Regions from separate parts of the Sus scrofa genome. Here region 2 is linked to region 1. The links are chromatin contacts, called in public Hi-C maps. All regions are on one chromosome and are shown on one strand. The core of a region is the stretch at or near the end of the contact, and the rest is flanking DNA. Distances in the headings are between cores, read along the strand shown. Region 1 overlaps LAMC1 (laminin subunit gamma 1). Region 2 overlaps NMNAT2 (nicotinamide/nicotinic acid mononucleotide adenylyltransferase 2).

Region 1 (2,879 bases), core at 353-2,852:
AAGGGTGAATTCTTCCTTCCCCTGTCTTTTTCCGCCCGGGCTCTCACTGCTTTGCGGGATGCCCGTTCCCATCCATCCTGGGGAGGCGGGGGGGGGGGGGGGGGAGCGGGGGGAGGAGGGGGCAGACTGCTTTCCTCAGTCTTCTTGATTCAAATGCTAATCTCATCCAGAAACACCCTCACAGACACACCTAGAAATAGTGATTGATCTGAATAGCCCTTGGCCCAGCTGAGCTGACCATAAAATTAACCATCACAAGAAAGCTGTATTGATCTTTCAAGATTCAAAGGACTCTCTTCAGAGCAAGCCTTCAAAAACCTCATATCTCATCATGTCACTGCCTAAAAATCATCCTAGGATCCTTATCACGTATCTGAAAGTTCAAGTCTACATGAATGTGCTTCCCAGCTTTTCTAATATTTTTAATGCTGAATCTTTTGCAGTTCCTGGAACGTGGTATGAATTTTCTTTTTTTTTTTTTTTAATAGCACTTGCCCCTTTATCCTGTCCCACCACACCCCGTTAGTCATCCTTCAAGACTTAATTCAGGAGTTCCTGTCGTGGCACGGTGGAAACGAATCGAGTAGAAACCATGAGGTTGCGGGTTCAATCCCTGGCCTCGCTCAGTGGGTTAAGGATCTGGCGTTGCCGTGAGCTGTGGTGTAGGTCACAGATGCAGCTCAGATACGGTGTTGCTGTCGCTGTGGCACAGGCTGGCAGCTACAGCTCCGATTAGACCCTAGCCTGGGAACCTCTGTATGCTATGGGCGCAGCCGTAAAAAGCAAAAATAAATAAATAAATAAAAATAAAAAGACTTAATTCAAATTCCACTTGTTCTGTGCAGTCTCTCAGACCATGGCTTCTCCTTCTCTTACCTTCTTTTGTGGTGAATCACCCCTTCTGTTGTGTTTCCATAGTACCTTGTGCACAATATTACAGCAATTATTAAACTGTGTCCTCATGATTTGTTTACATGTCTGACTCACTAAATAATCATTACAGTCCCTGAGGACAAGGATCAGGTGTTCGTCATCTTTGTATTCCTAGCCCTCTCCCCAGTGCCAGACACATAGTAGACGCTCATTCCACGAGGTTGTGTGAATGAATGAAAACAGAAATCCTGGAGTTCCAGTCGTGGCGCAGTGGTTAACGAATCCGACTAGGAACCATGAGGTTGCGGGTTCAGTCTCTGCCCTTGCTCAGTGGGTTAAGGATCCAGCATTGCTGTGAGCTGTGGTGTAGGTTGCAGACGCGGCTCGGATCCCGCGTTGCTGTGGCTCTGGCGTAGGCCGGTGGCTACAGCTCCGATTCAACCCCTAGCCTGGGAACCTCCATATGCCGCGGGAGCGGCCCAAGAAATAGCAACAACAACAACAAAAAGACAAAAGACAAAAAAAAAAAAAAAGAAAACAAATCCTAATTAGAGGTTATCCTAAGTTGATGTAACAGAATGAGCAAAGACAAGCCTGCAAAATTAGCATTATTTTGATAGGAAGCACTTAGAGAGTTTAATTGGAAAGAAGGACTTGTGTTGAGAAATAGGTCTGTGTAAAGAGAGATAGGAGGATAGGATCACTTTACTTGGAAGGCTTTGAGCGTGAAGCAGAGTCAAGATGTGTGGTAGGAGCCATTTTCCGTTCTTTGTTGAGGAGTGACATGGTTACATAGCAGAGTAACTGGAAAATTAGTCTAGTGGCTAGATGCTTTGGAATGAGGAAAAGTTTGAATTCTGGGATACTAGTTAAGTTATTGTAGCCGTCCAGATGTGAGTTCATGATGGCTGAGACTAGAGTCATGTGCCAATCAGAAAGGCAAGAGAGATGTTTAAAACAACAAACCACAAATCTCTGGCAGACCTAGTGCGCTCTTAGATTTCTCACATCTTGGTCTGCCAAGTTGGTGTTTTTTCCCCCTCATTCCCTCCCTTCAAAAGTAAAGTCCTTTCTGTTCCAGTCTTTTGGATTAGTATCTAAAAATTCCACCCAAATCTGAAACTCTCTACTCTGATTTTTCATAGAGGAGCAGAAGTTCTTTCCATAATAACTCTGGTTTTTCTGTTTGTTCTAGGCTCATCTCTGCTGGGCTGTGGGCCCAGAAGGAAACTTGGGAAATAATTTGTCAGTTCTCTTTGGCATTTACAAGATGTCTCTATGGTTTCCTTGTTATAGTATGGCTTCCTGACATTTTGTTATGGTTGTTGACAGTACTTATTATGGAAGAGCACCTATATCCTCTCTTTCTTTCTTTCTTTCTTTCTTTCTTTCTTTCTTTCTTTCTTTCTTTCTTTCTTTCTTCTGTAAGGATTTCTAGATCTTTAAAGTTTTATGTTTCTTTGAGATATTCTTATAAGGTCTTTTTATGGATTATGAAAAATGTTAAAAAATTCTAAGAGTTTCCTGGTGGGCTAGTGGTTAAGGATTTGCTGTTATCTTTTTCTCACATTATCCTCCATCGTGTTCCATCATAAGTGACTAGATGTAGTTCCCTGTGCTATACAGCACGATCTCATTGCTTATCCATTCCAAATACAATAGTTTGCATCTGTTAACCCCAGACTTCCAGTCCATCCTGCTCCTTCCCCCTCACGCTTGGCAACCAGAAGTCTTGTTCTCCAAGTCCAAGAGTTTCTTTTCTGTGGAGAGGTTCGTTGTGCCATATATTAGATTCCAGATATGAGTGTGTCATATTGCTGAACAGTAGAAATTGACAGAACACTGTAAACCAACTATAATGGAAAAAATAAAAATCATTAAAAAAAAAAAAAAAGGATTTGCCGTTATCACTGCTGTGGCTTGGGTGTGATCCATGGCCTGGGAACTTCTGTGTGCCACAGGCATGACAACCCCCTAAAAATTAATTCTAATCAGAAATAAGTTTT
Region 2 (2,746 bases), core at 128-2,627, 200 kb after region 1:
TGTTCAATAGTTAAGTAGAGTCTTAGACAAGTCACAATCCATGTGCGCCATGGCTTCCATAACTGTATGAGTATGCTGGGGGCTAACCAAGATAATCCACGGGAAACAAGCAAAGTGTTATTATTGTCTGTCTCCCCGACTAGAAAGCAAAGGGCGCAATGGTCGGGAACTTTGTCTATTTTGTTTTCTTTGTTCCTCCATCCCTAGAACAGGACGGGCACAAGGCAAGTACTCAATAAATATTTTGGGGGGGCCGCACCTGAGGCATGTGGAAATTCCTGGGCCAGGGATGGAACCCATGCCATGGCAGTGACCTGAGCGCTGCAGTGGCAATGCCAGATCCTTAACCCGCTGTGTCACAAGGAGAATCCTTTAATAAATATTTTAAAATCAATGAATAAATAACAGCCAATATTTATCGAGTGTTTACTAGGTTCAAGAAGTCTTCTAAACTTGCATGTGTTTTATTTATGGACTATATAGAACTAATAGAATGAAGAGTGAGATTTGGGGCAGGGGGTAGTATGCCCACAGCATGCAGAAGTTCCCAAGCCAGGGATCAAACCCAACGTCACAGCTGTGACAAATGCTGGATCCTTAACCACTAGGCTACCAGGGAACTCTAAAAGTAAAATACTTTTAGATTGCAAGTGCCTCAAGGATTTGGGCACTCAGTATTAGCTCAAAGATTGATTGAAGGAAAGGATGCTTGAAGCAGAATGAATTTGCCAGGCTGCCTTCCATCATAACACAACAGACAAGTAGCTGGCAGTGTAAGATCTTAGATGATGGGTTTTGCTTGGGGGAGAGAGTGAGCATAGGCATTTCCTGCTTCACAGACCTGTCCTTGGATGGATGACCCCTTAGGCTCCGGCCTTGATTTCCCACAGGTCCTGGTCTATGACTGGATACCTGCGCTGTCAGGACGCAGCACAGCAAAGAGCAGGTCTCCTGGGGGAAGACTAGTTCTAATAAAAGTCTGGGATGGGTTGGGCTAGAGGGACTGAGTCCTGATCTCCAAAGGCTGGTCCAAGAACCTGGATCTTTTCTTTCTCTCAGGAATCAAGAATGAAAATGCCAACTGCCAGGCCATACAAGCAGCTCTTTTGTATTCCTTGGAGAGAAATGTGATGAACACGTATGGAATTTTCTCCTGGTGGCATGTACGGGGAAGGGATATGTCATTGGCCAGAGAAGGTCAGACCTCACTATGGGCTAAAGGATCTTTGCGTCTATTAGGAAATGCCCAAGGGATGTGTTTGGGCGGTTCCTCTAGTTGCGTAATTCGATTTCTGGATGAAGAGCCTAGGTTCCGGCGTCCAGGGCAAAAGCAAGAGCAAGGCTGACGCAGTGGGGAGTTTGTGACTGTGCTGAAACAGGCCTTGGCTGCCGTGTTGTAGAACAGACTGTCCCAGCTGCTTCCCAGCCTGGGTGGAGAGCCTCCTATTTCTCCCCAGACCTGTTTACACTGTGGCTTCTCTCCTGCTTTGTTTCTGAGGACTCTAGAGAGGCCAGGGGAGACAGGGGTGTGCAGCAAGGGCCTGGGGCATCTTCAGAAACTTGACTCTTCCCCCACCCTCCTGTCCCATGGCTGGCGGATTCAGGGCTTCAGGCTCAGCACATATCACCTGGGACATCAGGTAAAACAAAGAAATGTTTGTTTCTGATAAAGAGTTGAATGGATGAATGAAACCTGGAACAGAAGCAGGTCTCACAAACCTCATCTCTGGTAATCTCAAGATTAGGAACTGAGATCCCCAAAACGAGCCACTTCCAGGCAAACTCCAGAGGGCAGAACTTTCTATGAAGTCATCAGGGCTTACCCTGTACCAGTTGGAAAGAAAGACCTTCCTCATCCAAACCCTGAGCACCAACCCATCCCCCAGTAAGGACAGTGGGATAAATCACTGAGTTACTAGCTAGTTTCCTGCTCCTCACACCCATCTTTGCCCAATCCTCACCTAGTTCTGGCAGACAAGCAGACCCTTTATGAGAGGAATTTGCAGGGCAGAAAACAGAATGTTTTGAGGTCAAAGGCATCAAACACTGAAGAGCGTTCCCTAGATGTCCCGAGGAGGGGAGAGAAAATAGGGAATAGAGTATTTTATTTCAGAATAAAACGAAGAGGTTCAGCTTGCACCCCCTCCCTCCCAGACAGCACCCTGAGGGCAAAGCCTCAGAAGAAAACGGGGCCAGGATCACAGCGGGTGGGGTGCCCGGAGGGCTTCCGGATCAGCCAGGAGTCACAGACCCAGGTGGGCCTGGATCAAGTGCCACCCACCTCTGAGGACCACAAAGGCCCTGATGTTCCTGTTCAGAGCCACAAGAGCCTCAGGTTTTGTTTGTGAGTAACCCGTGATCCCTATGGGACAGTGAGTTGGAGCTGAGTTTTCATTTGATTGAAATAAATTAAACGTGTTATTTCTGGCACACCTCTGCTGCGGCCTGCGATTCACACCTGTTACGTAAGGAAGCAGCTCCTTGATTTTTTTGCCTCCACCTCCGATGTCTAAGGACCCCACGGGTTTGTGGTGGGTTGAATCAGGGAACTGAGAGACTGGCTGGGTGGGGGGTGGGGAGGTAGAGCTCAAGGGTCTAGAAAATCCTCTGGAGTGAGCCCGAGGGTCTCTTTCATCCAGACCCCCCCTTGCTGCCTGTGGTGTGGACTGGAATTCTCAGCATCCTGATTAGGACAGATGTGAGGTCCCTGCCGGTCTGGAACTCTTGTGCCTCGGGAGGAGCCAGG

What was found. A called contact is a pair of places that touch in the nucleus more often than the background predicts.
Region 2: a Hi-C map of skeletal muscle shows a contact between it and region 1, with 6 times the contacts expected there. The contact joins two enhancer-like sites. A contact is called at or near these places in 2 of 47 Hi-C or Micro-C datasets (embryonic fibroblasts and skeletal muscle) and 1 of 2 datasets of contacts at active chromatin or transcription factors (skeletal muscle).

What each region holds. Positions count from the first base shown.
Region 1 is chr9:124,314,994-124,317,872 of Sscrofa11.1, forward strand. The region is part of intron 1 of LAMC1 (laminin subunit gamma 1); the gene reads left to right. Among named protein-coding and RNA genes, the nearest start is that of LAMC1, 33 kb to the left of the region's middle. Within about 2 kb of position 1,603, at least 18 of the 83 cell types and tissues checked have an H3K27ac peak or open chromatin away from gene starts, as enhancers often do. A contact at or near this core is called in skeletal muscle, where this site is marked.
Region 2 is chr9:124,513,119-124,515,864 of Sscrofa11.1, forward strand. The region is part of intron 11 of NMNAT2 (nicotinamide/nicotinic acid mononucleotide adenylyltransferase 2); the gene reads right to left. Among named protein-coding and RNA genes, the nearest start is that of LAMC2, 87 kb to the left of the region's middle. Within about 2 kb of position 1,378, at least 20 of the 83 cell types and tissues checked have an H3K27ac peak or open chromatin away from gene starts, as enhancers often do. A contact at or near this core is called in skeletal muscle, where this site is marked.